Regions from separate parts of the Mus musculus genome. Here all the other regions are linked to region 4. Evidence: chromatin contacts called from public ChIA-PET and Hi-C data. All regions are on one chromosome and are shown on one strand. Each heading gives the region's core, a stretch centred on a gene start, on an enhancer-like site or on the middle of the called end of the contact. The rest is flanking DNA. Distances are from core to core; before and after follow the strand shown.

Region 1 (5,362 bases), core at 2,457-4,956, 500 kb after region 4:
AGGTGGCTGGGACTAGCATTTAAGGCAAATATGTAATCCTTCTATCTATATTTTTAAAAAATAAATTAACAAAATGTTTTAAATATGATATTAATATTAGGATTAGGAGGATAAGGAGTTCAATATCATCCTCAGCCATTCTCAAATCAATCAATCAATCAATCAATCTCTCTCTCTCACACACACACACACAGTGTACCCAACTATGTACATTTTCAAAACTGAGATAGTATCAAATTACAGTAGAGATTAAAGCTACTGGTGAGATTTGCAATGTTCAGACAGGTAGTTAAAAACCTGGCTCTTGAGTTCCTGAAAGATTTCCTGACTCGGACTCCATTAGCTGAGGTCAGAAAGGAGAAAGAGATAGAGTCCACAACACAAGTAAGACAGCCTTGAAAAGGGGAAAAGCCAACCTAGGCAACTAAAGGAGAGAAAAGCCAACCACCACCGAGACACTGAGGACAAACAAAGAGAAAGTTCTGTCAGGAAGTCAAGAAAGTGGGGTGCCAGTGCAGCTGTGGCCCAGGGATGAAAGGGCTGGCTTTCTCAGAGAACTCAAGAAAGAATTCTAAAAGCATGTGTACTTACAGGGAACTCAGGTGGAAGAAAGACGTAAAAGTACTCATTGTTCCTTAGTAGGGACAGAGCAAATGGCCTGAGTTGTTTGAGAAGCAGTAAAGGATTAGGTCACTTTTTGTAATTGTTATTATTTTGTTTTAAACATCTTTAGACTCTAAACCTGGGGGAGAAGCCAAGAAAAGGAGACCACGAGTTGTTTTGTTTTTTGGTCTGTTTTTTTTGGGGGGGGGTTTCGAGACAGGGTTTCTCTGTATAGCCCTGGCTGTCCTGGAACTCACTCTGTAGACCAGGCTGGCCTGGAACTCAGAAATCCACCTACCTCTGCCTCCCGAGTGCTGGGGTTAAAGGCGTTCGCCACCACCTCCCGGCGAGACCATGAGTTTTGAGCACCTAATATTTGCTCTAATTCTACTTCATTTTTCACTTTAATTTAGAGTGGTTTTCAGAATTGCTACTATAAGACTGACCTCTGGTTATCTTGAACTTTTCCTTACTTCCTTGAATGATATCAAAATATCCCCACAAAAAAGAATTTTCTTATGGTTCATCTTAACACATAAATTGAGAGGGGCTGGAGAGATGGCTCAGCAGTTAAGAACACTAGCTGCTCTTCCAGAGGACCTGGGTTTGGTTCCCAGAACCCATGTGGCAGCTCCATGATGAGTCCAGGTCCAGAGGATCTGATGCCTTCTTCTAGATTCAATAGAGCCAGTGCACACATATGCAAACATACATACATACATACATACATGCAGGCAAACATTCACACCCATAAAAAAATAAAATGAAAAAAATCACAAAGGGGGAGAGTTACACTGACTTGACTTCAATCCCCATTGCCAATTACAAAGTTAGCTACTCTTCTCACTTCTGTAGGTTCATGCCTGCATATTTCACATAGACATATATTTGCATATTAGGTGATACAGGGTGATATATAGTCCTAGCTGTGCTGGAATTTACTATGCAGATATGAGGCTTGCCTCAAAACTCACAGAGATTCTCCTGCCTGTCTCCCATGCTCCAGGATTAAGAGAGAGCACCACCACGCCCAGCCCACATCTGCATATTGTAACACACGCGCAGTTCATACATATGGATAGTACTCATGATAAATATGTAGCTTTCACAACATCTTGGTTCCTACCCCTTCCAAGTCTTACAAGTGTAGTCAAAGAGTTTAACACAATCAAAAACCAAACCAAACAAACAAAACCAACTAGAATTAAACATACAAGCAGTTACCCAAAATTTCAGTATTCATCAGTGTAGATCCAACATTATAGGATGCCCTAATTCCATTCATTCTTAGAATTATGGGTAGTAATCTCTCCCTATACTATATATATATATATGTATATATATATATATATATACACACACACATACATACATATACATATATTTTTTTGTTTTACAAACCCTTTATACATATATTTTTTAAAGCACCAAAATGAAGCTTTTGATATTTCTCCAAGTTTTTCATTTACATTAATAAAAACTAACAAATGGCCGGGCGTGGTGGCACACGCCTTTGATCCCAGCACTCGGGAGGCAGAGGCAGGCGGATTTCTGAGTTCGAGGCCAGCCTGGTCTACAAAGTGAGCTCCAGGACAGCCAGGGCTACACAGAGAAACCCTGTCTCGAAAAAACCAAAAAAAAAAAAAAAAAAAACTAACAAATGTAGAATTTCAAGAGTTTTCAAGTAGCCTGATTACACTCTACTGCTTATCAGCCTCTGTATTTAAGTCCCTCCCCTTCTCTAAGTCACAAGCAACCAAAGGATAAGATCTTCTCTGACTCTTGTTACTCGAATCATTCCACAAGTTTTGAAGACCAGCATTTGCCTCTCAAAGCGCTGAGTTCCACAGTTTCTGCTCTAAGAGACGTTCAGGCTTGCTTGTAAACAGATTACAACAGAGGCAAAAACCAGAAGTGAGTGTAGAGATAAATCAGAGGAAGAATAAGCCCTTGGATAATCGAGAAAACTCTGGGGTACATTTCTGAATTCCTCAAAGGGCCTCAAAAAATTACCTGTTGAATGAATTTCTGAAGAAAGTCAATCCTGCTCACGAAAGCAGGGTTCTATCTCCAAGTCAGATCATCAGCCGCTTTGGAATTGGCCTTCCAACTGGGATATGCAGACCCCATCACACTCCGAGCCACCCCAGAACATCACTTTGGAGGGCCATACCTGTACTGCCAGCCTTTCGCACTGCCACCGCGGCTGCTGTTGCTGCTGCTACTGCTGATGGCACCCCCACAGCTGCTGTTGCCGCTGTTCTTGTTCGGGGTCACTGCTGTGGCCAAGCCCTCCAGCTTCCCTTCACTCTCGGAGACTTTCATCACCGATGCCGGCTCACCTCCCTGCATCTTAACTCCAAAGTTCATCTGCCCTTCTCGGGCGAGGGACACCAAGTGCAGAGTTATTTTGTAAGTACTTTTCCCCCTTTCTCTCTCTCGTTTTTTTACTCTCAACGGGATCTCAGACCTCGGCTAGAGTGGAAATCGACAGTGGTCCAGAAAAAGAGGACACGCATTTCCACTTTGGTTAAAAGTTTTAAAGAGCACGGGTACCCTTCAGATAGATGCCTCTCCCGAGCAAGAACAAGGAGGACAAATCACCCCGCCAGAGGGCTCGGTGCCACACTCCGAGGAGCAGCCGGGCGGCGCGGGCGAGGTCGCGGATCCTCTGCCTGGGAACGCGGGGCAAGGACGGGGTCCACGGCCCGGGAGCCCCGGAGCCCACGGCCTGACCTCAGGACTCGGGGGTCGGGCCAGCCGCGCCGCTTCTTCTCCTCAGCCGGGTCCTCGGGAGAAAGGGCCCTGTCCAGCCAGCTCCGCGGTTCCCACCGCAGCCCCGAACTGAGCCGGAGCGGTCGCGCGAAGCCCGCGGAGGGTCGGGCAGACGCCGCCGGGCAGGACGCGGGCTCCGAGGCCGCTGAGCTTGGGCCGGAGGCGAGGGGTTCACCGTGGCCTCCTCCGAGAGCGCTAGCCCTGGAGCCCCACGGAGTTCACAGGAGCCGACCGCTCCCTGGAGCTTCCTTAGCCCTAAACGTAAAAGCCAGAGCCAGGGCCCGGGCCGCCGCCCCACCCACAGCCGGTCACCCACCCGCCTGCTAGCTCTCCCCGCCTTCCTTTCCGGTGTCGTGTGAGCTCATTTCCGCTAGCATTGAAGCGGCGGCGCCATCTTTGATTGGGGCAGACGATCCCGAAAGGAGGCGGTGACCGGAGCCTCAAGGGAGAGAAGGAGCTGAAAGAAGCAGTGGGGAAAGAGGCAGCAGGCGGGAGGGAGGGAGAAAAAGGGAATGAAACGGTCTTGCTAAACAGGTCCTATACTCTCTTGGGGAGCCCCATTCCTTGCCTTTTAAGGGAACCTAAAAAAATAAGAATTTACAGAACAAAGTGGGGAAAAATAACTGATCAGTCATTTTTGAGCAACAAAAAACCCAACATGATATTGGACTAAGGTAAATCGTCTTAAAGAAAAGGAAATTGTCTTGGAAATTAGAGCTCTTGGTGATGCTGGAGAAACTTGAAGTAGATTGATATAAAAAGGATTTACTAATAAGCTTACTTAAAAAGGACCAATAACACTGGAAGAAAAGTAGTTTATTGCCACGTTTGTTACAAACTGTAAGAAAGAAAACTTTTACCATAATTGAAGTTTGGGGTCTCTGAAGAAGTTTCTCTTACTGTTTATCCCCTCAGCTTGACCTCCAGTTAGGCTCCACTCCCACAGCAAAAGGAGACAACCTGCCATTATACCCATCAAAGAGCATTCCTAAAACAAGACACAGGGGCAATGCAGGACCACAACCATCTGCAAGGCCCAGCCTGCCATTAACTCTTTGTCTAGGCACAGGGAAAGTTTACCTCTACCAGGTGGGCATGATTAACCTGGGTAACAACTACTTGAAAGAACCACACTGGTGTACTTAAGAAATAATCCTTAGCCGGGTGTGGTGACACACGTCTTTAATCCCAGCACTTGGGAGGCAGAGGCAGGCGGATTTCTGAGTTCGAGGCCAGCCTGGTCTACAGAGTGAGTTCCAGGACAGCCAGGGCTACACAGAGAAACCCTGTCTCGGAAAAAAAAAAAAGAAATAATCCTTGTCTTAGGGTTCTCTGGAGTCATAGAACATATGGAGTGTCTCTATATAGTAAGGGAATTTATTGTAATGACTTACAGTCTGTAGTCCAACTAACCCAACAATGGGCAGCTGTGAGTGGGAAGTCAGGCCTGTGAGGCTAGTATAAGCTGGTCTTCTGTGGAAATAGATTCCAACAGACTTGCTAGCAAGTAAGTACAATCAGTTGAAGAAGAGTGAACCTTCTTTCTTCAAGGTCCTGATGTAGGCCTCCAGTAGAAGATGTGGCTTAGATTAAAGGCGTGTGCCACCATACCTGAACCTAAAACTTGCTTTGTCCCAGGCTGACTTTGAACTCAAAGATTTGCTTACCTCAGTCTCCTAGAATTAAAGGTGTGTGTACCTTGCCTGGGCCTAAGATTTTCATGGCCACTATGGCTCAAGATCTCCATGTCAAGATCCAGGTCAAAAACCTGTCTTCCAGCCTCAAGATCTGGATCACAGGTGTGCCCTCCATTTCTGAATTGTAGTTCATTCCAGAGGTAGTCAAGTTGACAACCAGGAGTAGCCATGACAATCCTGATGATAACTTTGCTGTGCAACTGTCCCATTTGCCCAGAGTTGCAGTCTCCTATTTCCTCTTAAATTGTTCAAAGTGTGACCTGAAAAGGATTTAAGGATGATGGCCT
Region 2 (5,936 bases), core at 2,642-5,141, 280 kb after region 4:
CTTGGAACCCCCAAATCATACCTAGATTTCTCCTATGACCAGTCCCCACCTCAAGCTAGCTAGGAGGTTATAACCTCACTACACTCAATAAATACAAAAGAAACTCATTAGAGATTCCAAGCATTTCAGGAGTTACATGCCAGGAAATAGATAAAGACCAAACACACATTTTACAGTATCACATCATTAAACTTCACGGCCCACAAAGAATGCTATAATCAAAATGGCTGACACCAGTCTGTAAGTCCCTGTGACCCCAGCACTAGAGAAGCTGGAATAAGATCTTAAACTGAATTCAATCTGAACTATACAGCAAGGAGCAAGGGATGGGTGATGGGGGTGTGGTTCAGGTGATATTGGCAAGATACAGGAAAACTGAAGAGCTCATACACTGCTGATGGAAAATTAAAATAGTAAAGCCTCTTTGGAAAAGTCTACAGTTTCATAACTGAATGAACATCGCTGAAGAGCTATACTCAGCAATTCTACTGTTAGACATATACACAAGAGAACTGAAAGTGAAGGCTTACACCAAAAACAAGGGTTTGGGATGTAGTTGTAGAGAACCTGTAGAGTCTCCATTAAAAAAAACAAAAAACCAAAAAGACTTTCCTGCATCGTGTGGTGGTGGATCCCTTAATCTCTTGAGTCCAGGTCTAGCCTGGATTACAGAGGTAACAATGGGGAGCATAGCTCAGTAGTCAAAGTGCTTACAGAGCTCAGATCCCCAGAACCCACCAGAGTAAATGAGTGGTGGCTCACTTGTAATTCAGCCTCAAAACCCACAACTAGAGACAGGGTCCCAGAGCAAGCTCACTAATGCCACTAGTGAGCTCTGGATCTGACTAAGAGAACTTGCCTCAAACATTACGGTGGAAGAATAATCAGAAAAATCCCAGATATTAACCTTGAGTCTAAGCCCACAAATGTGCCCACTAGCATGAAATATGCACATACACACACAGCATACACAAAAAGAAAAAAAATTACTTTAAAAAATGGATATAGACTTAAAAAAAAAAGGCACATATATTCAAAATAGAATTATTCATAATACCTAAGTCTAAACAACCCAAGTGCTGATCAGATAATAGACAAAATGTATGTTCATATAGGTTACTACTAACCCATTAAAAATGAATCAACTAATGACATTTCCTACATCATGTAAGAGCATAATAAACAGGGCACAGAAATCCATTCACTTTATGATTCCATTAAAATGTTCAAAACAACCAGGCAGTGGTGGCACGCCTTTAATCCCAGCACTAGAGAGGCAGAAGATCTCTTAGTTTGAGTGCAGCCTGGCCTACAGAGTGAGTTCCAGGACAGCCAGGACTACAGAGAGAGAGAGAGAGAGAGAGAGAGAAACAGACAGACAGACAGAATGTTCAAGGCAGACAAATCCCTAGAAGCAGAAAGAGTAACAGCAACTTCTAGATAGATAGATGGATGGATGGATGGATGGATGGATGGATGGATGGATAGATAGATAGATAGATAGATAGATAGATAGATAGATAGATAGATAATGTTCAAAACAAACTCCTAGAAGTAGATTTTAGATAGATAGATAGATAGATAGATAGATAGATAGATAGATAGATAGATAATGTTCAAAACAGACAAACTCCTAGAAGTAGATTTCCAGGCACTAAGAGGAAGCAGAAATAAGGGTGGTTTCTTTTTAAGATAGTGAAAATATTCTAAATATTTTATATGCTACATATTCTAAACTTGATTACAGTGATGGCCACATAGCTCTGTGTTATTCTAAAAACTTTATCACTCTGTTTATAGTATATGAATTAAATGGTATGTTAAAAATACTTCAAATATGTTTAAGGAAAACTCAATGGTTCTTAGAATGTGTTTCAAAAATGATAGATCTAAATAACCAGGAATCGCTAACATAATAGGCTAGGGCAGTGGTGATGCAGTCCATTAATTCCAGCCCACCCCCAGAGGCAAAGGCAGGCAGATCTACTGATTAAGTTCCTGGCCAGCCAGGGCCAAATATCAAAGTCCTGTCTCAAAAACAAACAAACAAACAACAACAACAAAACAAAAACAAAAAAGAAAGTCTACATAAAAAAGTAAATTCATCCCAAACTGAACCACAAACTTGGTAAAATTTCTATAAAGCTCCTGGTCACGGATTAAAAGTCTACATAATAAAGCAATCTATGCTAAACCGAGCTTAATGAATTCCTACCAAGCTCTTGTCGAGGTATTGTTCACACATATTATGAAATTCTAAACTTTATATGAAAAGGCAAAAGTGCCAGAGAAGCTGCAATAGTCTTGACCCAGAACAAAGTACCAGGAGCCCTGCCAGCCTTCAGGAGCACACCGTAAGCAAGGTCCTGAAGACAGAGGACACACAGATCACTGAGCAGATCAGAGCTCCAACATGAACACACACATTGCAACAGATTTTGACAAAGAAGCAAAAACAGTTCGACTGAGAAAGGATAACTGAGGAACTAAGGTGTTGTGACTAGACACCTAGAAGCCAAACAAAACCAACCTCTAAGCCATACAACCATGTCTCAAAGTCAGAAGGGATCATGAATTTAAATATGATACAAAGAACTTCTTGAGAACTGAAGCAAAGGACTACAGACCTTGGCACCAGAGGTGTGCTACCCTCCATGAATGAAAATAAATCAGATCTGATACCCAAATTAAAGACCTTGTCAAGATGACATTTCTAAGATCATTTTTAAAAGCAGTCTACTCTGCTTATAGACTTAAAGAAAGTATCCGTAAAGCTCATCTAACAAAAGTCTTAAATAGACAGGTGGTGACTTGCACCTTTAAGCCAGGCGTTCAGGTGAGTCTCTAAGAGTTCAAGGTCAGCTTGGTCTATAAGTTCCAGGGCTACATAGAGAAACCCAGTCTCCAAAAACAAAAACAAAACAAACAAAAGGTCTTAAGTAGAAACTATTCTATAAAGAATTCTCAAAACTCAATAGCAAATAAGCAAATTATCCTGATGCAACAAAAGATATCAAGCATTTCACACACACACACACAAAAAATCTGAAGAGAATAAAAACATAAAAAGATGATTAAAACCATTAGCCATCACAGCAAGTAACTAAATACACACTTAGCACACAACTCAGCAATTTTGCCATTGAACACCTATTTCAGAAAAGGGGGGAGCTTTTATTTACATAAAATCCTCATATTTTGGGGGCTGGGGAGATGGCTCAGCGGTTAAGAGCACTGACTGCTCTTCCAAAGGTCCTGAATTCAAATCCCAGCAACCACATGGTGGCTCACAACCATCCTTAACGAGATCTGACTCCCTCTTCTGATGTGTTTGAAGACAGCTACAGTGTACTTACATATAATAAATAAATCTTTTTTTAAGAAAATCCTCATATTGCCTGTACAAATTTGCACTAGCCCTTGGTTTACAATGGAAAACACTAAACATCCCTCAGGGCTCAGGGATGGCTCAGTAGATAAGGGCACTGGCTCTGTAAACACAAAGACCTGAGTTCAAATCTCCAGAGTTCACATAAAAAGCCAGGTGTTCTGTAATCCGGGCCCTGTGAGGGGTGAAGAAAGGACTGCAGGCCGCTAGCCTTGCTGCAGGTTCAGCAGGAGACCCTGTCTCACTGAAATGGGACAAAGAGCAACAAGAATGCTAGTCCTCCCTCTGGCCTCAGCACGGACACACACACACATACACCACAAACAAGCTCTCACTGGGGAAAGGTTACACCAAGTGTCTTTCTTTAACTTACACTACATACCAAGGAAATGGAACCCACAGAGCTAGGGGGGCAGGATGCCAGGAGTCAGGGAGCCACATTGTGAAGGGACAATCTTAGGGTGTGGCAAGAGGGGTGGCCTTTGTTGTGACTCAAGTTTTATATCTTCAATGTAGTGACTACATACCTTTCTACATGAGAAAAAACGGCACAAAATTATACATACACAAGCAGTGTAGGTCTAAAAAAATTTTAAACAAACAAATAAAACTACAAACTTAGTATTCTTATTAAGGGGAAAGTCCCACTGTCGATTTCTGGGTTTGGTAACTTACATCATGAAGGAAGCACAGCAGTCTTTCTGGTTTTGTTTTATTTTTGAGACAGAGTCTGATTTTGTAGCCCTACCTGGCCTGGATATTACTATATAAACGAGGCTGCCCTCAAAGTCAGAGAAATATGTTTGTTTTCCTGCCGGCTGGAATTACAGGTGTGAACCACCACACCCTGTTGCATAGCCACTTCCTATAATTTTTTCAAAATAAAGTTATCCTAAAAATAGCAAGAGTTGTGGGGCCAGCAGGTTTGGCAAGTAAAATGCACTTGCTGCCAACCCTAGGGGCCTGAGACTTTGCTCCTCGGAACCCACATGGTAGGTAGAGGGCAAGATTGAACTCCTACAAGCTGTCATTTGACCTCAACAGGTAAGCCAGGGCAATGGGTGCATGCACGCATGGACATAGACAGACAGATATACACACACATACATTCTCTCCCTCTACCCTCTTCTCTTTCAAGTAAATAAACAAAATACTGAGAGGAAAGGTAGGAGATGAGTCAGCAGTTAAGTGTTTGCTACAAAGCCCACGAGAGCTGGAGTTCAGATCCCAGCATCTATGTAATAACACAAATGCCTGCCAACTCCAGCTCTAAAGGGTCTGACACAGTCTTCCAGCCTCTGCTCACACACAAGCATGTGCACATACTCCCAAGATGCACATATGCACACAAGTAAAGAAAATCTTAAAGAAATACATAAGGAAGAGGCAGGAAACAGAATAGGTGGAAGTCTAGATGAAACAAGAATGGCCAACAACTGCTAATTGTAGAGTTTCTAAGACTTTGCTTTCTTTCCTCTATTTAAATTTGTCTACAACATTAATAAAAATGTAAGAAAGCCATTTCATCTATAAACCAAAGTATTAACAAGAGTTTCTCTTGTTTTTCTTTGCTAACATGCATTTCAATTCTGAAAAATCAACGTGATTCTATAGAATGATTTCTGGGCTCAGTGGGTAAAGGCATTTCCTGTAAACCCCAACAGCCTAAACTCAACCCCTTCTAACCAGGCAGGAGAGGACTGACTCCACAAAGCTGTCCTCAGACCCCACACACACATCATGTACATTTACACAATAATTAAACTTTAAAAATAAAGAAATACAAAATGATTTTCAGCAGGCTTAGCTAATAACTTGTATTTTGCCCTTTTACTCTCTGTGCGTGCGTGTAAGTGTGTTTGGTTTGGTTTGGTTTGGTTTGGTTTGGTTTGATTTGGTTTGGTTTGGTTTGGTTTGATTTGGTTTGATTTGGTTGAGAGTATTTTTAAACAGCATCACCATGGAGAGGATTTAACATAAAGAGAAGCCTATTGATACTTCTTCCTCTAACAATACACTGCTTACATAATATGAAAACAATTCACTAAATATACAATTTATGAGCCAGACATTGGTGGCACATACCTTTTAATCCACCCTTGGGAGGTAGAGGCAAGAGGATCTCTCTGAGTTCAAGGCCAATCTGGTCTACTGAGTTAGTTCCAGGACAGTCAAGGCTACACAAAGAAACCCCTGTCTTAAAAATTAAAAATTAAAATAATAATAATATATTAAATATTTAATATGTGTAATATATTAAACCATATAATACCTTTATTACATATAATATACATATTACATGAGGCATAACATATTATGTATATATAATACAATGTATACTACATATATAACATACAAGATATATAACATATATTATATATGAATATAATATGTATACATCCAATTTATGTTACATCCAACTCCACTCCTAAAATTCCAAAATAATTTTTCCAATAAAGTAAGCAAATTAAAATATAGCTAGGCAGTGGTGACACAGGTCTTAAACCCCAGCACTAAGGAGGCAGAGTTGAGATCAGCCTGGTCTACA
Region 3 (5,935 bases), core at 100-2,599, 260 kb before region 4:
AAACCCTGTCTCACCCCCTCCCCCCAAAAAAATCTGTAAGAGAGAAAAGGTCCCTGCCTCCTTGGGAAGACCAGGGTTGTGCCGTGGGACAAGCAAACTTCAGGGCAGAGTTAGTAGTGTCAAGCAACACAGGGGACTCTGGGAAAGTGGCACTCAGAGGTCTAAAGACATGAGAGGGGGTTAAGCAGGGAAGGTACCCTAACACTAAAGTGATGGGTATCCCCACAAAACCGATGGGGGATCAAAACAGGAGCTGGGCACCTTGACCTCGGGGCAGGAGGGAGCGCCATCACAGTAGAGCTACTTTCCAGAGGAAAGGCCTAGGAGAAGCAGATCAGGGCCCCTCCTGGAGTCTTGCCTCCCAGACATGCTCTGAACCACCTTCTGGACACCAACAAGGACTGGACAGTGGGTAGATCATGAAGAGAGAGGGCCACGACTTTCTCAAGAGGACACTGATATGCTTAGGAGTCTAGCTGTTCCAGAGCTGGTGGCAAATCCTCCTCTCCTGGGCTGATCTTACGCAGATACTCCATAGAGTTGCAGCTAGGCAGTACGGCTCATAACTATCTCCCATCTTGTATGGTCCCTTCTCCCCCCGCCCCTCCCCTCAGGGTAGGCAGGCTTGGCCAGCGGCCAGGAAGGGGTGGTCCCATCTCTGGTCATTCATGCTTGCTGGACCTTCCGATTGACACAGGATGCCTGCTTCCGGCTGGCTGGAATCCACAGCTTCCCTCAGACACGCTGCTGCATCACAACTCCAGGTCACCTCTAGGACACCCTCCACCAACCCACATGGATACAGCAGCCTAGAGCTGAGCCCCCTGTGCTGGGGGAAAGCTGAGAACGCACTGTAGTTACATAGGCAAGCACGTCTGACCCTTTACACAAAAAGCCGCTCCGCTCGCTCACAGAGATTTTTGTTCAAGGCATGTTAACTAAAATCAGCTGGAGCCGGGTGTGACCTCACCGAAGTGAAGGGTGTGTTTGGTTAGTTCTAGAACTTGAGGGATGAACGACCAAAGAAAGTGGTCAAAACCTCTCAGAAAACAGTAGGAAAATGGCCTAAGATTCCATGGTCAAAAGAACTTAGGAAAAAAGGGGAGGGAGGGAGGAAGGTAGGTAAAGAGAAAGAGAAGGAAGAGGAAAAAGAAACAAGTTTACATTAGACCATGAGAGAGAGGTCAGTGTGGTCCAGGGATAGATGAGAAGGGCCAGTCCCTATCTCTGGGCCTTCCTAACGCTTGCCTTTCCCTGAGGCCTTTTAACTGCCCAAGACAACCCCACAGGAAGGTAGGGGAGGCTTCCTCTCTTACTGACTCCAGTGTGCTCCCCTAGCTCCGCTCACTCGCATGAGCCTCATGTGCCCTGAGCAGCAGAAGGGAGCAACACTGGCTGGAAGCCTTGGGGGCTGGAGACCCTTGGGGGTGGGGAAGACCCTTGGCCACAACCTGCTGACTAGGGCTGTGATTCCAGTCACACAGGCATGGTGCCTGGCCACTCCCTGCCTATCTTGTCTCTCGATCTGAAGGTAGGTTCTGCTGCCCGAGCCCAGGGTTTTCTGTGGCACATGGCCAGGGAGGGTCAGGCCATTCAGAGTGCTCAAAAGCACAGCTGACCAGCCACAACTGCAGGCTCTGCGCGCATCGGCTCACTTCATTATCAGCCTGGCCAGACATTTGCAGGGGGAAATCTGCCAAAAGAAAATCACACACTTGTGCTCCTCCGCCAAGGAGTAACACTGCCTGTATGGCCACTTGTTTCTGCTTGGTGCCTGACTTCCCCCGCTGCCTGCCTGGCTCCTCAGCTCCAATGATGACACAGCTGTTATCCAGCAAGTTCTGACAGCCAACAGCAGGCATGCCTGTGCTCCAGGCATCACTGTGGCTTGACTCTTACAACTGACCTTTGTTGCACTCCAAAGCGGAGGACAGTCATCAGGCTGTGTGACCCGGCCCAGCGCTGAGCCAAAGTGTCTGTAGCCCAGACAACCTCTACATCCGTCCCGCTCTATTATCAGTATAAATAGAGCAGAAAAATCCAAAGCCCCCACGCTCGCTAGAGGCATCCCTATCTAGGTCGGCTCCTTTCCATCCTATTTGCCTTTTGATTACAGTCTGTTTAATGCCGCAGTTCCCACAGGCCTGATCTATGAAGCATTGTTTGGGAGATGCTCTGTGGAGGACCGTAGTCACTCGGAGAAGGATGCACACCACATTCCCCCCCCCCCCTTTTTTTTGAGCAAGCTATAGCATGTTCAAGGCTCTGAAGGTGCTGTTTCATCTGGACCCAGCACCAGGTCTGTCTCATTCCCTGCTGTCACTCCAAAATCTCTAAACTTGCTCAGACTGGATCAGTGATGTCCCTTTTTGGTGGACTATTTTAACTTTGCCGATCCTCTCTTCCTCCCCACAACCACCAAATGACAACATTTCATAGCTAGTGCTTTGGCGAATGTTAGTACAAGTTCTGTTCGGCAGTCAGGCTGTATATAACTGGGAGAGGCTAGGCAGCAAGCACAAGAGGCTGTCTAGGGAGGGCTGCCTGATGAAAGACAGACCTGGGCTTGAGGGTGGAAGAGCAGGCCCTTACCTCTTAGAGCTGCAAGCATCCGGGCAGGTTGGGCACTTCTCACACGTCTCCCCAAAGGCTCCAGGCTCTGTGCACTGGCACTGCCCACAGACACAACGGCCTCGGTCACTGCAGATCTGCCCATCCTTGGCCCTGCATGTGCTGACGTCTGTTGAGCAGTTACAATTGTCCCCAATGTAACCTGCGTGGCATTTGCATTCTCCACAGTGACACTCTCCATGGCCTGAAAGGACACAAACATGCATCAGTCAGGACCTGATGGTCTTTCAATATGATAGACACATCCTCCCCCTACCCCCCCCCCAGTGCCTGCCATGTGCCAGGGAGAGGAATCCTACAGAGACTGAGACATAGCAAGGGCCTGATGAGACCACAGGATAATCCACGTGACCTGGCAGGGTATAGACTGTTGCTATTAAATGGTCCAGTCCCTGGCCAAGCCGTGGCACAAAACCAGAAAAGCTTCCTGATTCAATAGATGTGTGAAAATAGTCTCCCAATATGTCCACACCAGAAACTGAATATCGGGAGGCAAAGCTACCAATGAGATTAGGCAGAGCAGCCTCTTCTGGACGGTCCGATTGGGCCCCAAATCTACCTACAAGGTTCATACAACAGAACCCCCAGGGGCTTGGGGATGACTACAGAAGGAGGCTAGGGGACATCAGAAGCAAGACACTCTGCAGCTGGCTTGCAAGCTAACCAAGAAATGCAAGGAAACTTTGCTCTAAGGGAGCAACTGGGGAGACCTAGCACCTCCAGGGATGTGAGGGAGTACAACTCGTAGGCACCCTGACTTCAGCCAGAGGAAACAAACTTGGACTTTCTGACCTCCCGACAGCTTGAATGCATAAAACATATGGTGATTTGTTACAGGCCCAAGCAAAACCGAGCCAGCCGGCCACACTTCCTGAGTCCTAGCAAGATGTTGACTTCCAGCTCTGACCCTGAGGCCCCGCATTTGGGGGTGGGTTGGGGGTAGCGAGGGAAGGCTTTGGAGCCTCAGCCCTCACGGGTACTCAAGTGTTCTCACTTGTATTCACACCTGGCACTGACTGTGGTGCCGTCGGCTCCATCCATTCTCACAGTAACCCACGAGGCAGGTGCATTATTCATTTTATGAGACATGATACTGGGTGGTGCCGCCGTACCCCTTTAATCTCCACTCTTGGGAGGCAGAGGCAGGTGGACCTCTGAGTTTGAGGCCAGCTTGGTCTATAGAATGAGTTCCAGGACAGCCAGGGCTACACAGAGAAACCCTATCTTAATCACCCCTTCCCCGCTAAAGGCACTCTTGAATGAAACTGACTCATAGAAGAGACAGCTTACAGAAGGTCACCCAGTGAGCTGCAGTAGAGCCCAGTCAGCTCAGTGTATCTGGTCTAAACTACTCTGCTGTCTCCTACAGCAGGCTTAGCCATCATGACAGCCTACTGGGGGCAACCTCGCTCTCCTTGCTGGATGGGTCCTGTCCCCAGTCTGTCAGGGAGGAAGTGTAATAGAAATTAAATTCTACTGCAACTGTCATGTGCTTGCCAAAAGCAGACTCTGAGGACAGAAGCAGCTCTCCTCCAAATGTCCTCTGAAACTGTCCTGAGCAGGCTAGCCCCCTGGCCGTGCAATCGCACACAGCTAAGGGTACTATAAACATTGTGCCCTTGAGAACTGGAAGGTTAACCATCTCCAGCAGAGGTTTAAGAATGCCTGCAGTGGGAAGGAGCTGAAGCACGTCCACAAAACGCACTCTGCTTGGCCTGCGACTCTGATTTGGCAGCCCCAGCAATCTGTCTCAGCAGGGCTTTCCTTCCCCAGCTTGTTTCAGGGGGATGCTGTAAGCAACAGATTGGATGCTGTTCACTTGTTCTCTCTACTGGGCTCTCCTAGTCACCTCTGTTGGATGGCCAAAGGGCCCAGTTTGATGATGGTTTTGCTGTCTGTCTGCAACTTGTTGCTTGTTCTTTCGCTTGCTAGATCCCTAGCAAATGCAGTCCAATCAAAACAAGAAGAAGTATGGCTGTTTTTATCTCGTTGTTAGGAACAGGGAGGCGTTGCCTCGAGGTTCTGTAGGCCTCAAGGGTAGTGTCATCATCACTGCCTGGAGCTGGGCATAACTAACGTGAGTGTCCTGAAAAGCATGGATACTGGGTCCTCTGGGGATCTCAATTTTGAAGTGCTATAAATGGCTCACTCTTCCTAAGGCTCACTTTCATTTGTGTGTCTCTCTGGGTAGCTACATGTACGTGTGTCCACTGGTCCAGAAGAGAGGGTGTCACAGCCCTCAGAGATGGACTTGGCAGGCTGTTGTAAGCCTCCTGACATGCGTGCTGGGAATTGGAGTTTGTTCAGCAATAACAGCAAGTGTTGTTAACCACTGAACACTCTGTCTCTGTCTCTGTCTCTGTCTCTCTCTCACTCTCTCTCTAAGTGGCTCATTTTAAAGGCTGACTGTTTTAGCAGCGTCTCTTCCTCCTTGGTGCCTGTTGCTAAGGCTGACATCATCAAGAAAAGCAGGAGATTGAATGTACTGAGTGTCCACCCACAGGTGAGTTCAAGACTGGAGAGCAGGACTTTGGAAGTCATCACAGTGGGGCTCAGCAGTGAATTCACCTCCATTTTGGAGTTGGCTATTCTGACACCGGATCCCAGCATGCTCCTGGCCACTGATGAATCTGCTCCGCAATATAGGTTAGGACCTAACTTTAGAGAGGCTATAGCCACTCAACTTCCTGGCCCTCTTCTTCTGGCTTATCTTCTCTGCAGTGCACACAACATACCAGCGACAGGAAGGGGACCATCTGGAGTGTCCCTGTGTACCAACACTCCTTCATATCATAGTGTCTCCACTCACTCTGGGGCTCCAAGCCACAGGACATTTCACAGGCTGTGCTGAGGCATACGGCCAGGCCACTGGGGAGGGAAGAATGCCAGGCAGGCTGAGAGGAGGCGGAGGAACGCGCGGCCCACACCACACAGTAGCTGGCATGTGATGTGGCCGCCACAGGAACACACCCTTACAAGGTCACAGTCACACGGAATTCAGGATGACAACTGTCTCCCCACCAGCATGTGACCAGCACTACTTTGGGACCTGAGCAATGGCTAACCCCCACTGGAGTCTTCAAAGATGAAATGGATCTAACATACATAAACCCCTCACTTTTGTTCCAGGGACTGTATCGGTCAAGAGCCTAGCTTAAATTGAGGTAGTTTATGGCTAGAGACAACCTTCATCTGATATTTCTTTATGGGAAATGTGCAGAAAGGGTAAAGACTGCGGCATGAGTAACCAGACACTTGACCATACTCCACCAGTTGGCACCACGTGTGGCTTTATCATATCTAT
Region 4 (5,427 bases), core at 2,787-5,286:
TGGGCTAATGAATTTGATTGAAATCATACCCAGTTTCCTTCCTTTCCCTGTAACCTAACCTTGCTAGGTTTCGTCTCCCATAAAGGGAGATTAATGAGAAGCAATACCCCTGGCAGGACTTTGAGGGTGAAATGGGGTAAAATAACATATGTGTTCTGACCGCACACAGGTGTTCAAAGGCTAGGAGTTCTAAGAGGGATGTCAGTTAGTTGCCTTCCTGTTGTCTCTGCAGGATTCTTCGATGAAAGGTATCGATAGCAGTTCAAGTGTCCTGCTCATACAGAGAGGATACTGGGGCAGAGGGAAGATGCTAAAGTAGATAAGGAGTAGCTAAGAACACAGCAACTACCATCTGCTGCTTCCTTCTTTCTGACCCTGAATAAGGATGCTCTCGGACAGCTGGCCAGCACCAGTGGAAACAGAGAGATCACTGGAAGGCAGAGAGGCTCCTGCCCTTGCTTCTGGGTCTAGGAGGCAGTAACTGCCCAGCTGGCATGGGCACAGTGAAGTCTCCCCTTGTCCACACACAAGTCAGCTGGTGAGCAGAAAACATGAGCTCAGCATCTGCACGCACCAGGAGAGAGGCAAGGTGAAAAGGATGTGGCTTTTCAGCACCAAGTCTCTCTCTCTACTTGTGACAACCTCTGTCAGAGAAGCGGTTTCTAGATGCCCAGATCTATCTCTCAGCCTCAGCCAGGAGGGTCACACTTTCTTCCCCAGCCAGCCTTCATAGCACCTTGCAGTGGTACTGTGGCAGCCTAGCTAAAGGATGAAGTTGGGCTACAAAGTTAGAGCAATTTAGGAACCACCATTTAACAGCTCAGAAGGGGCTGGGCTCATGGCTCTCTTCCTTTAGGGAACCACATTTCTGTAAGATTATTATTCCTTGGGCTGGCTGCTTAATTTAACAAGGCAGCAGCACCATTTCCCCTTCGGGTGGGGAAGTTCTTTCGGAGGATTCTCAGTCTAAGTCCAGCCTCTTTCCCACCTCCCCGCCCCGCAGCTCTCACAATGAAAGTGTGGCCTGTGGACTGAAAAATTAAACTTAGTTCTCAGCCCGGAGCGATGGCTCTGGGGGACCCTCAGTCATAGGAAAGCCAACACAGAGAGAGGAAATCTCTAGCTCTCAGTCTCTTTTCATTGATGGCTGAAGCGGCAAACACAGTGGAACCCGGTGACAGGTGGGTCACAAAAGCCAAATAATGGCTATACAAACAGGGGGCAGTTCTCCCTGGAGGACAGTGTGACACAAGCAAACAGCCCACAAATGGAATGCAAACACAGCCACCCAGCAGTGGGAACCTTGAACTCTCTGGGGAGAGAGGAGCTAGAAGGACCCTCTGAGAAGAATTAAGTCTCTGCTACTCACTGGGGAATATTTGGAAGCCCAGACCGTGATGACCAGGCACTGGCCACCAGCACCCCCAGAAGAAGTGGCTCAGGGGACCCAACTGTCAGCTTAAGGGTATTATTTGTGCGACTCAAGGTTCACTACCATCAAGAACACTCATCTCCCTAAACACACACACAAAAAAAAAAACAAACAAACAAAAAAAAAGTGGATGCAGAGCATGGGTGACCATCTGCCCGGGTATCAGGGAGGCTGGATATCTGCAAAAGGACCACCAAGGATTTCTGCAGATGTGAGGGCCTAGCAGTGTGTAATGGCCAGCGGGGAGTCGGGAGGAGATCAAAGTGGGCCAGGAAAATTTTAAGAGGTTGCTACAAAACTCCGGCTCCCTGAGGTCGCTGATTGTTGTTGTGTTGTAGCTGCTTGTTTGCTGTGTCCTTTTCCTATGTGACATCGTTTGAGGCACTAACAGAAACCTGAGAGGCAGTGCTTAGATCTTCGGCCACACTGATAACTTCTCGAAGGTTTCAACAGGTCATAGAGTGCACCTCTTCTAACTTTACCTTTTAAACACCCCTGCCCCAGACTGGGCCTTAGAGCAATAGAGATCAGGAAACCTTAAAAGAAAGTCTGGATTATTCTTGTTCCTTCCTGGGTTCTTCCTTTGCCTCTATCCTGCTTTTCCCCAAACGAACAGAACAGAGCAGTTCTAGCACCATGGCTGTGAAGGCCCGGCTCTCATAAGGCCCCTATTCTTACCTTATCTCCCCTAACTCAGGTGCTACTATAGCCTGATGCTACACTCACACCTGTGTGAGCCTGGAACAGGCTCTGCCATTGGAAGGAGATTCCTGTGCCAGCCTCAAGCTGGAGCCCAGCATCCCTGCTCCCTTCATAGCCCCTCACAAGATGGAGCCTTCAGCCTGAGTACCAGTTAGTGGCACCTGCCTTGGGTTCCCAGGTGGCCATCTGAGTTATCAGTTCCTTACACACAACTGTATCTAGAACAGTAAATGTCTTCAAAGTTCTCAATTCCTTTCTCTGAAAATCAGTCATCAAGATTATGGAAGTTGGGGCTGCACAGCATGTCTGTAAAGACCTTCAGCACAGCTTTCCCTCCCTTTATTCACCCTTCCTCAGTTTCCCTGTCTTGGACCAGTGACTCAGAAGTTCACAAGGCTAAGGCAGTCTGCGGAGGGGAGATTATGGTTCAAATGAGGCTTTATGAGGGTAGAAAAGTTTCTCTTATTCAATTCTAGGAAGTAGTACCTCTATGTTCTAAGGATGAGCAAGTTGGGAGAAAGTTTGTAAAACATGTAAGATGGACAGACAGACAGACAGACAGACAAGAAGTGGAAACTGGACAAAATCTTGGCAGTCCCAGTGTGGCAACAACAGAGCCCGATGTGTGCCCTCTGCCTCTTACGGGAGGACAAATGGCTAACATCACCTAGGCTGGTTTGGTTCACAGCACTTTCTACTATTTTTACTTTCATTTTGTCACCTCTTGTCACTTGGAGGCAGGGAGGAATGGGGCCCCTCCATTCCACAGATGGGGAAACTGAGAGCCAAAGATGAGACACAGCCAAGGTCGTGTGGGGGTTACATTAGAATCCCACCCAGGCCGTGGCATTTTCTTCCAACAGAAAAAGGAACTAGAAACAAAGGAGGCAGGCACAGGAGCTGAGTCCCCATTCTGTGACCAGGACAGGCAGTGCCTGCCTGCACAGCAAGCAGCTGGCTGGGGGAGGAAAGGGCCCAGGACAGTCCAGAGCCAGTCAGTGGCTTCCAGGGGTTTGACCTTGCAGCGCCCCCAGCCCCATCCCAAGTAACCCTGCTCCTAAGGTTAACTGGGTAGCTTTGTTTTAAAGCGCACTCTTTGTCCTTTATGAAGTCCTAAGTACTAGAAGCATTCCAAACTCCGAAATCCGTTATTTACTTATACTGGAAAGTCAGGCTTTAGACCAGGAGAGACCAGTTCTAAATCTGGGGGTTGGGGGCTGAAACCGAGGGACAACAGCCAGAAGTTACCACTCCCCACGAGGTGAGAGGCTCTTTGGGGTCTTCGTTTTGTAAAAGTGAGAAGGGTGTGGGCTAATCCAGGAGAGAGTTTTCTTCCAAAGCACAGGGAGGGAATGCATGTGAACATTTTATATTCCAGTGGCCAGGGACAGCGTTTCTCCGTCCTGGGCCACCCTCAGGGTTCCACCCACGAGGGTCCACGGAGCCTCGGCCGGGATGGGGCAGCCGCGAAGCGCCCACGCCCCCTGACCCTCGCTGGAGACTCTCACTCACCCGCGCTCACGCCTCTGGGGACACGGCCGGAACGTCCCCGCCGGGTCGCGACGCCGGGTCCGGGGGCCGTATGTCCGGCGCCAGGCGGCGAAAGCGGTCCCGCGACCGGGAGGAGTGTTCGATGGGCCGGGGAGGGAAGGGAGCCCCGCGCCCCGGGGGCAGCGGGCGGCAGCAGCAGCAGCGGTAGCAGCAGCAGCAGCAGCAGCGACGGTGGCGGCCACCGCGGGGCGCGCGGCGTGGCCATGGTGGCGGCGGCCGCCCGCGCTCACATGCCGGGCGCCGGGCCGAGGGCGGCGGCGAGCGGAGCGGGGTGCGAGCGCGCTCTCAGCCGCAAAAGTTGTGGGAGCCGCGGGAGGGCGGAGGCAGCCCTGGTGCTGCCACACGCCAATCAGCCCGGGCGGGTCGCGGGGCGGGCGGCTCCTCCTCGGTTGACATCACCCGCCCCGCGCGGGGGCCCGGGGGCGGGGAGAGGGCAGGAAGAGGGCGGGGGCGGTCTCGGTCTCCCGGGTGAGTTCACGGAACCCCCGGGTGAACTCATGGAGCCCCCTGCGACTTTTGTTACAGGGCCCACACCCTGGAGTATCGCTTTGGCTTTTGGAGAAATGAAATTGGGGTGGGGGGCACTTTCCCAGTTCCTTAGCCACACAGTAGGTCTGTGAAAAGTAGATTCTGGCGGTGTAATTGACATCAGGTGAGTGAGTATACAGAGAGCTTTCAAAAGACAGAGAAGTGAATCCTAGACCCTGTTCCATACGTGGACCTGCATTGCCCTTAAGGATCTGAAGAGGCCCCAACCCACTGCCGCCCTTTTGGGTCCCCAGAATTGGTGAGAAGATTTGCTTTAGCCAGGGCGGGAACCCTCATCTTCTTGAAGGCTCAGAAGCCTGATTTCCTTCCCACGCTATCTTTGGCTTACACCATAGTTCTTCAAAGATGTCACTGCTGAGACACCCAAAGAGGCCAGAGGGAAGAGAAAACTGAACCGAGTCTGGGGCAAGGGAAAACCCATAGCCAGGAAAAGGACAGCAATTTGCAAATTAAACATAAAAAAAAAAAAAAAAAAAAAAGCAGCCCACACAGAAGTTAAAAAGAAACCTTTAGGGGAGATGTTCCAAGACAGAGTGTCAATAAATTTGCTTGGTAAGTAAAATTCTGTGTGTGTCCCTATTCCCTCCCTTCCTAGGAGACAAATGATACAATGTCCAGATTTTAAGACCCAAATCTCTTTTCTTTGTAAGTAAAGAATGAGCAGCTCAAAATAGGGGGAAATAACTTGCTTAAGAGTTGCTAAGAGAACCAACAACTAAAGGATTTCTCATTGAATGACCATGTGGCTTCGTGCTTACCTCATAGCTTAGAGTTGTCAATAATTCAGACAATATCTCATCCAAACTGAAAACCACAGATCCCTTGGGATGCTCTCAGATGTGCTAGGGTTCTTTGTCTGTTTACCAAATGTTCAGGAGACAGGCTTGTCTCTTTCCCCATGTCTCTGCCTCTCTCTGTCTCCAAGCCTCCATGACCCGCCTCCAGGGGAACGATCAGATCATAACGTCCAGCGCATCGGTAGATGGGCCTAGACCCATTTTCTGGTGACTCGGTACAAGTGAGTCACTTGGCAGGACACAAAGGATGCTCCGTATAAACAAGTTTACCTTAGACAAATGAGCCAAGAGTGGAGAATTGGTTTGGGTTAGGGTTTATAGAACCACAAATGAAACCTAACTTTTCAGGTCTCACATGAAATGCTCAGTCCTCTTTCTTTCTCAAACAACAACAAT
Region 5 (5,397 bases), core at 2,640-5,139, 340 kb after region 4:
TGGCTGTCCTGGAACTCGCTCTGTAAAACAAGTTGACCTTGAACTCAGAGATTCCCCTGCCTCTGCCTCCCGAGTGCTTGGATTAAGGTGTGGGCCATCAATACCAGGCGTCATTCATCTTTTTAAGTAAAATTCTTTCATTGAGCTCTGACAAATGTATACAGTTGTATAACAGATTAGCATCACCAGATTACCCTTGCAGAACATCCTCATCGAAGCCGGGGATGTAGCTCAACAGTAGCACAGATGCCCAGGGTGTGCGAAGCCCTGGGTTTGAGTCTCACCAAAAACGAAACCCCCAGTCACAGGCAGCCACTGATGGCTTCCTGTCCCTGCGGGTTTTGAAAGGCAGCATGTGAGCAGGATCCTAGAACAAGCTTTTTTTGGTTGGTTCTTGTTTTTGCAGTAGTTTCCCTATGTAGCCCAGGATGGACTTGAACTCACCCTTCTTTGGTCAAATTCTGGAATTACAGGCCCTGCCACCACTCCAGCTAAGCGTGCAGCCCTTTGGATCCGACTTCTCTTACAAGTTTAGTCTCCTCCATGGCTTTCTTCGCTTGTGGCAGTAGCTCTGCTCTTTTATATCTGAAGAGCATTTCATGGATTGCTCCTGGATTGATTTACAGTTGATGAACTCTTCAGTTACTCAATAGGAATAGGACTGCTAAGTCCTTTATTAAGGGATGGTCAGCTTTATAAAAAAATAAAATAAAATTGCCAGATTGTTTCCCAAGTGACTATTGTAAGAAACAGGTCTGAGGTCTCCAGAAGTATTCAAAGTATTTCAGTAAGGCAAAAAGCTTTGCTTCTGCAGAAGGGTGTGGAGCCACGCTAAATCAAGCAAGCAAACACAATTAGGGTTGCCATTGCTATGAAGAAACACCATGACCAAAATCAACTTAGGGAGGAAAGAATTCACTTATCTTATGCTTTCACATCATGGTTCAACACTGAAGGAAGTCAGGACAGGACCTCAAGCAGGGCAGAAACCTGGAGGCGGGGGCTGATGCAGAGGCCATGGAGGGTGCTGCTTACTGCCGTGCTCCTCATGGCTCAGCCTTTCTTAGAGAACCTGGGACCACCAGCCCAGGGATAGCCTCAATGATTAAGCGCTGCACAGTCCGACATTATGGAGGCTCCTTCCTCTTGGATGACTCTAGCTGGCGTCAAGCTGAGAGAAACCTAGGCAGCACATTCATATAGGATTGGCTAACACAGATTGGTGCTGTCTCCAGGGAGAAATGAAACTTGAGCACGTATTTTGGTTTCAAAAAGTGCTGACCCTGGATAGATTTGAATTGATGCCAAGTGACTTCTTTCCATTTTTTAAAATGGAGTTTTGTCTTATTTAACCCTTTGATAGGAAGACTGTTTACATTCCCCAGGCTTATACTTTGCTCTGTCAATCCACATCCCTGATGACAATGAAGGATTCAGAATGTTGTCTTTATGTTTTTTTCAAAATTCTTTTTTTTGAGATCATAATATAGTTATATCACTTCTCCCTTCCCTTTCCTTTCTCCAAACCCTCTCAGATATCCTTCCTTGCCCTCTTCCAAATTCAGTCTCTATTGTTATTGAGTACATAACATATCTACATCTAAATAAGACCTGGTCAGTTTATATAATATTTCTTGTATGCCTGTTGTCTTAGGGCTTTTCTATTGCTTTGACAAACACCATGACCAAAACACACGTTGGGGAGGAAAGGGTTTATATGGCTTACACTTCCACATCATTAAAGGAAGTCAGAAACTGAAACAGAGCAGGCATATGGAGGCCAGAGCTGATGCAGAAGCCCATGAGGGGTGCTGCTTACTGGCTTGCTTTTCGTGGCTTGCTCAGGTACTTTCCTAGAGAACCCAGGACCACCAGCCCAGGGTTGGCCCCACCACAATGGGCTGGGCCCTTCCCTATCATCCACTAATGTAGAACCCACTGTGAAGGCTTGCCTCCATCTTTTATGGAGGCATTGTCTCTTGGCGGTTCCCTCCTCCCTGATGACTCTGGCTTGTGTCAAGTTGACATGAAACTAGCCAGGACACACGTTTTCAGGGCTGGCCTTTTGGTACTGGGTAATTCACTGGTGTGCTTTTCTACTGGGGAACATTTTCTCTCCTGATGTCAGCATTCCTTAGTTGTCTGTTTCTTTGTGTAGGGTCAAGACCTTGTGGGCTTCCCCACCCCACCCCACCCCCACCCCTGTTCACTTTGCAATGTCTATTGGTGTCTTCCTTGTCTAGCTCATGACGAGGTGGTCGTATTAGTGAGACTTTATGGGTAGAGATTCTGTCATTTTTAGGAGACACAATATCACAGCAAACTCCCTGGGTTTCTGGCTCTCACAACCTTTCTGCTCTGTCATTCTCTGAGCCTTAGGTGTTAGAGTGTTGTCCACTGGGACTGAGATCCACAACTCTGCATTTGGGGTTGTGGCTTTCTGTAGTGGTCCCCATTTGTTGGAAAGGGAAGTTTACTTAATAAATGTTACTTTTTATTTTAAAATCAGACAGCAATTTTAATTCTAGATGGCAAATTGAATGATTTTTTTTTTCCCCTTCAAGACAGGATTTCTCTGTGTAGCCTTGGCTGACCTGGAACTCAAGTTGTAGACCAGGCAGTCCTCAGACTCAACAGAGATCCACCTGTTTCTGCCTCTGTTTTTTGTTTGTTTGTTTTTCAAGACAGGGTTTCTCTGTATAGCCCTGGCTGTCCTGAAACTCACTCTGTAGACCAGGCTGGCCTCGAACTCAGAAATCCACCTGCCTCTGCCTCCCAAGTGCTGGGATTAAAGGCATGCGCCACCACTGCCCGGCAAAAGATTTATTTATTATTATATGTAAGTACACTGAAGCTGTCTTCAGACACAGCAGAAGAGGGTGTCAGATCTCATTACAGATGGTTGTGAGCCACTGTGTAGTTGCTGGGATTTGAACTCAGGACATTCAGGAGAGCAGTCAATGCTCCTAACCACTGAGCAACCTCTCCAGCCCCCTGCCTCTGCCCCCTGAGTTCCTGGATTAAAGGCACATGTCACCACCACTACTGTGGCATTTTAGTGGGGACTGTGTTGTGCACAGGCCTGAGTCTGCCTTATATGGGTTCCAGGGATCGAACTCGGCTTGTCTGCCTTCCAGGCAGGCGTGTTTACCCACTGATCTGTCTCAGCAGCTCCATCTTACCTTTTAGACAGGGTCTCTCAGCTGAGTCTGGACATCAATGGATTAGGTAGATTGGCTGTCCAGAAAGCCCCACAGATCTTCTCTCCACTTCCTCAGGACTGGGATTACAGGCTGTGGTGTCTGGACTTCACAAGAGTGTTGACTCAGGTTCTCATGCTCCTTACTGAGCTGTCTGTCACCTCAGCCCCGCCCCCTTCCTGAGACACTGCTTCACATAGCCCAGGATTCCTGATTCCTTTAACTTCCCTAGTGCTGGGATTACAGGCATGTGCCACAGAGCCTGGCTCAGTTTTGAGACATGTAGTCAGCTTGACTGGCCTTGAACTTCTGGCCCACTGATCTTAGCCTTCCTATTGCAGAGACTACAAGATCAGAGTGTGCCCGGCTCGCTCATGTTATGTTGTTAAGTTGCATTCTCCCTAATGTCTAGAAATGTGAAGCTACTTGGTTTTGGTTTCGTTTTATAAAACACAGACCATTTTGAGTGCTTTAAAATCTTACAGAGAAACAAACAAACAAACAAACAAACAAACAATTCCAGTAAGTAGACAGTTACACACATGTTCACATTGACAATAATGACATTTCCTCTGCCCTGTTCTCTCCTTTCCAGAGGAGCTGCATCCCCGCCTCCCAGAAGGAGAGAGGCGGCAGGCTTTGTATGCTCTCAACCCGGGCTGCAGCCAATCTGCGTCATCCTCGCTGTGTAATTAGAGGCTGGAGGTGCCCACGTGTCTCATTTTTAGGATCCTGTGGGCTACATTTGGCCCAGATTGGGTTATACTTTAGGCACTTCACTGCGGATACGTCTGTGTCTTCTTCGCCACTCAGTGCTCCATGCCTCAGAAGATGCTTCAAAGGGCAAATGAATGCAGGCTGTGTGCAGAGTCCCATTCTCTGAGGACAGTGGGATGCAGAGGCCTCTGTCAGGAGCATTTTCTAAAGCAGGGAAGCAGAGAGACAATCCCCAGCCCTTGATGGCTCCCAGCCTCAGACTCCAGCTGCTGCGCTTACTAAAACTGGCCCTGTGCAAAAATCTGGTTTGTTTTACAAGTGGGCACTGGCCCTGCTCATACTGTCCCCTTTCCCCTCATCTAGAATAGAATTTGTCACCACCAACTGCTGTTCCTCCCCATCCCGGTTATGGTGGTCCCCCCACCCCAATACAGAATGCCCATTCCATTTGCATTTATTGTGTGTGTGCTGGTGCTGATCTTACACTTCACAACAGAACTAGATTCCCAACCTCAGTGTAATATCTGAGTGCAGTATCTCATGCAGAGCATGACTTCATCCACAGTAGCACTCGGGGGCCAGGTTCTCTTTATTCACAAAGTTCAGCCTTTCCTTTGGGGGCAGACAAGAGCCTACCTGACATCTTGTAGACCTAGGCTTGCTTGCTTTCAGGGACACAGGGGCTAGCTACCTACTACTGCTGTGTCTGCTATGAGGCTTTAGCAGCCTATAAAGGGCAATGACCCCTTAGAGTGTCTACCTTTCAGGAATGCACGATAGAAAACCAAAAACGTTAAGTTACGCGGAGAGGCAGGTGCAAGACTGATCACGTGGTATGGCCAGGGAAGGAAATGAGCTCATCTTTATCTTGAGACCACATCAATTCATTTCTAGGAGCCGCTCAACACAAACTCATTGCTGAAGTCTAATACTTCTAAGTCATTGCCCTGGCTAGTGGCTAGCGGCTAACAACCCTGCTGAGGTAGCTCCCTCACAGGTAAGGGTGTTAACAACAATGAGCCCTCAGCCCTTCTCCCCATAGTTCATAGCAAAGAAAAGTAGAGTATAAGTTAGTAGAGCAAGCAGCATATTTAGTGAACACCTCCTGGGAGCCTGGTCCCCTCTATTATTTCAAATATCTGAATTGAGGCTGAATTGAGTACTGGAGCCCAGTTGTAGAGCACTTGACTCTGCAGGTTTAATACCCAGAATGTGCATGTGCACACACAAACCTAACAGACCTGTAAATTGTTTGTTAAGAGACTTTGGACAGTTAAAGAATCTGCCTAGTTGGGCAGCTTGGAGTTGAGTTCAGATCAGTCTAATTCTGGGGTCAGAGGTCATCAGGGATCAGAGGTCACCTTGCTAACCCATAGAGGTTTCACACCACGCGATCATCCAGAAGAAAATAGACACTTAGGGGAAGACGGCTCAGCAGCATCTGGGAACCATCGTACTGGACCCAGCTCGCAGTCCAAAG

The links. A called contact is a pair of places that touch in the nucleus more often than the background predicts. ChIA-PET counts read pairs in DNA pulled down with a chosen protein or histone mark.
Region 1: a contact with region 4 is called in an RNA polymerase II ChIA-PET map of memory CD8 T cells, with 10 read pairs. The contact joins the promoter of Osbpl11 here to the promoter of Heg1 in region 4. A contact is called at or near these places in 1 of 39 promoter capture datasets (embryonic stem cells), 1 of 484 Hi-C or Micro-C datasets (group 2 innate lymphoid cells) and 3 of 115 datasets of contacts at active chromatin or transcription factors (embryonic stem cells, memory CD8 T cells and pro-B cells).
Region 2: a contact with region 4 is called in an RNA polymerase II ChIA-PET map of memory CD8 T cells, with 46 read pairs. The contact joins the enhancer-like site here to the promoter of Heg1 in region 4. A contact is called at or near these places in 8 of 39 promoter capture datasets (the 3T3-L1 cell line, frontonasal cranial neural crest, hippocampal neurons and 5 more), 1 of 484 Hi-C or Micro-C datasets (CD4 T cells), 7 of 115 datasets of contacts at active chromatin or transcription factors (embryonic basal ganglia, embryonic hindbrain, forebrain and 4 more) and 1 of 9 other capture datasets (adipose tissue).
Region 3: a contact with region 4 is called in a Hi-C map of muscle stem cells, with 3 times the contacts expected there. The contact joins the enhancer-like site here to the promoter of Heg1 in region 4. A contact is called at or near these places in 3 of 39 promoter capture datasets (embryonic stem cells, hippocampal neurons and pre-B cells), 1 of 484 Hi-C or Micro-C datasets (muscle stem cells) and 1 of 115 datasets of contacts at active chromatin or transcription factors (large pre-B cells).
Region 5: a contact with region 4 is called in an RNA polymerase II ChIA-PET map of memory CD8 T cells, with 86 read pairs. The contact joins the enhancer-like site here to the promoter of Heg1 in region 4. A contact is called at or near these places in 12 of 39 promoter capture datasets (3T3-L1-derived adipocytes, the HPC-7 cell line, embryonic stem cells and 7 more), 3 of 484 Hi-C or Micro-C datasets (bone marrow-derived macrophages, muscle stem cells and regulatory T cells), 13 of 115 datasets of contacts at active chromatin or transcription factors (cardiomyocytes, craniofacial prominence, double positive thymocytes and 10 more) and 3 of 9 other capture datasets (embryonic stem cells, liver and macrophages).

Annotation. Positions count from the first base shown.
Region 1 is chr16:33,183,415-33,188,776 of GRCm38.p6, reverse strand. Osbpl11 (oxysterol binding protein-like 11) reads right to left here and starts at 3,706. Exons shown (of 13, transcript NM_176840.3): 1 at 2,777-3,706. The coding sequence starts at 2,973.
Region 2 is chr16:33,402,111-33,408,046 of GRCm38.p6, reverse strand. The region is part of intron 1 of Zfp148 (zinc finger protein 148); the gene reads right to left. Among named protein-coding and RNA genes, the nearest start is that of Zfp148, 24 kb to the right of the region's middle. Within about 2 kb of position 3,891, at least 21 of the 459 cell types and tissues checked have an H3K27ac peak or open chromatin away from gene starts, as enhancers often do. A contact at or near this core is called in memory CD8 T cells and pancreatic cancer cells, where this site is marked.
Region 3 is chr16:33,937,370-33,943,304 of GRCm38.p6, reverse strand. Itgb5 (integrin beta 5) reads right to left here. Exons shown (of 15, transcript NM_001145884.1): 11 at 2,593-2,815. Among named protein-coding and RNA genes, the nearest start is that of Umps, 27 kb to the left of the region's middle. Within about 2 kb of position 1,349, at least 92 of the 459 cell types and tissues checked have an H3K27ac peak or open chromatin away from gene starts, as enhancers often do. A contact at or near this core is called in hippocampal neurons and muscle stem cells, where this site is marked.
Region 4 is chr16:33,683,075-33,688,501 of GRCm38.p6, reverse strand. It overlaps Heg1 (heart development protein with EGF-like domains 1), which reads right to left and starts at 4,036. Exons shown (of 15, transcript NM_175256.5): 1 at 3,647-4,036. The coding sequence starts at 3,890.
Region 5 is chr16:33,343,158-33,348,554 of GRCm38.p6, reverse strand. No RefSeq gene overlaps it. Among named protein-coding and RNA genes, the nearest start is that of 1700007L15Rik, 35 kb to the left of the region's middle. Within about 2 kb of position 3,889, at least 132 of the 459 cell types and tissues checked have an H3K27ac peak or open chromatin away from gene starts, as enhancers often do. A contact at or near this core is called in bone marrow-derived macrophages, double positive thymocytes, effector CD8 T cells and 8 more, where this site is marked.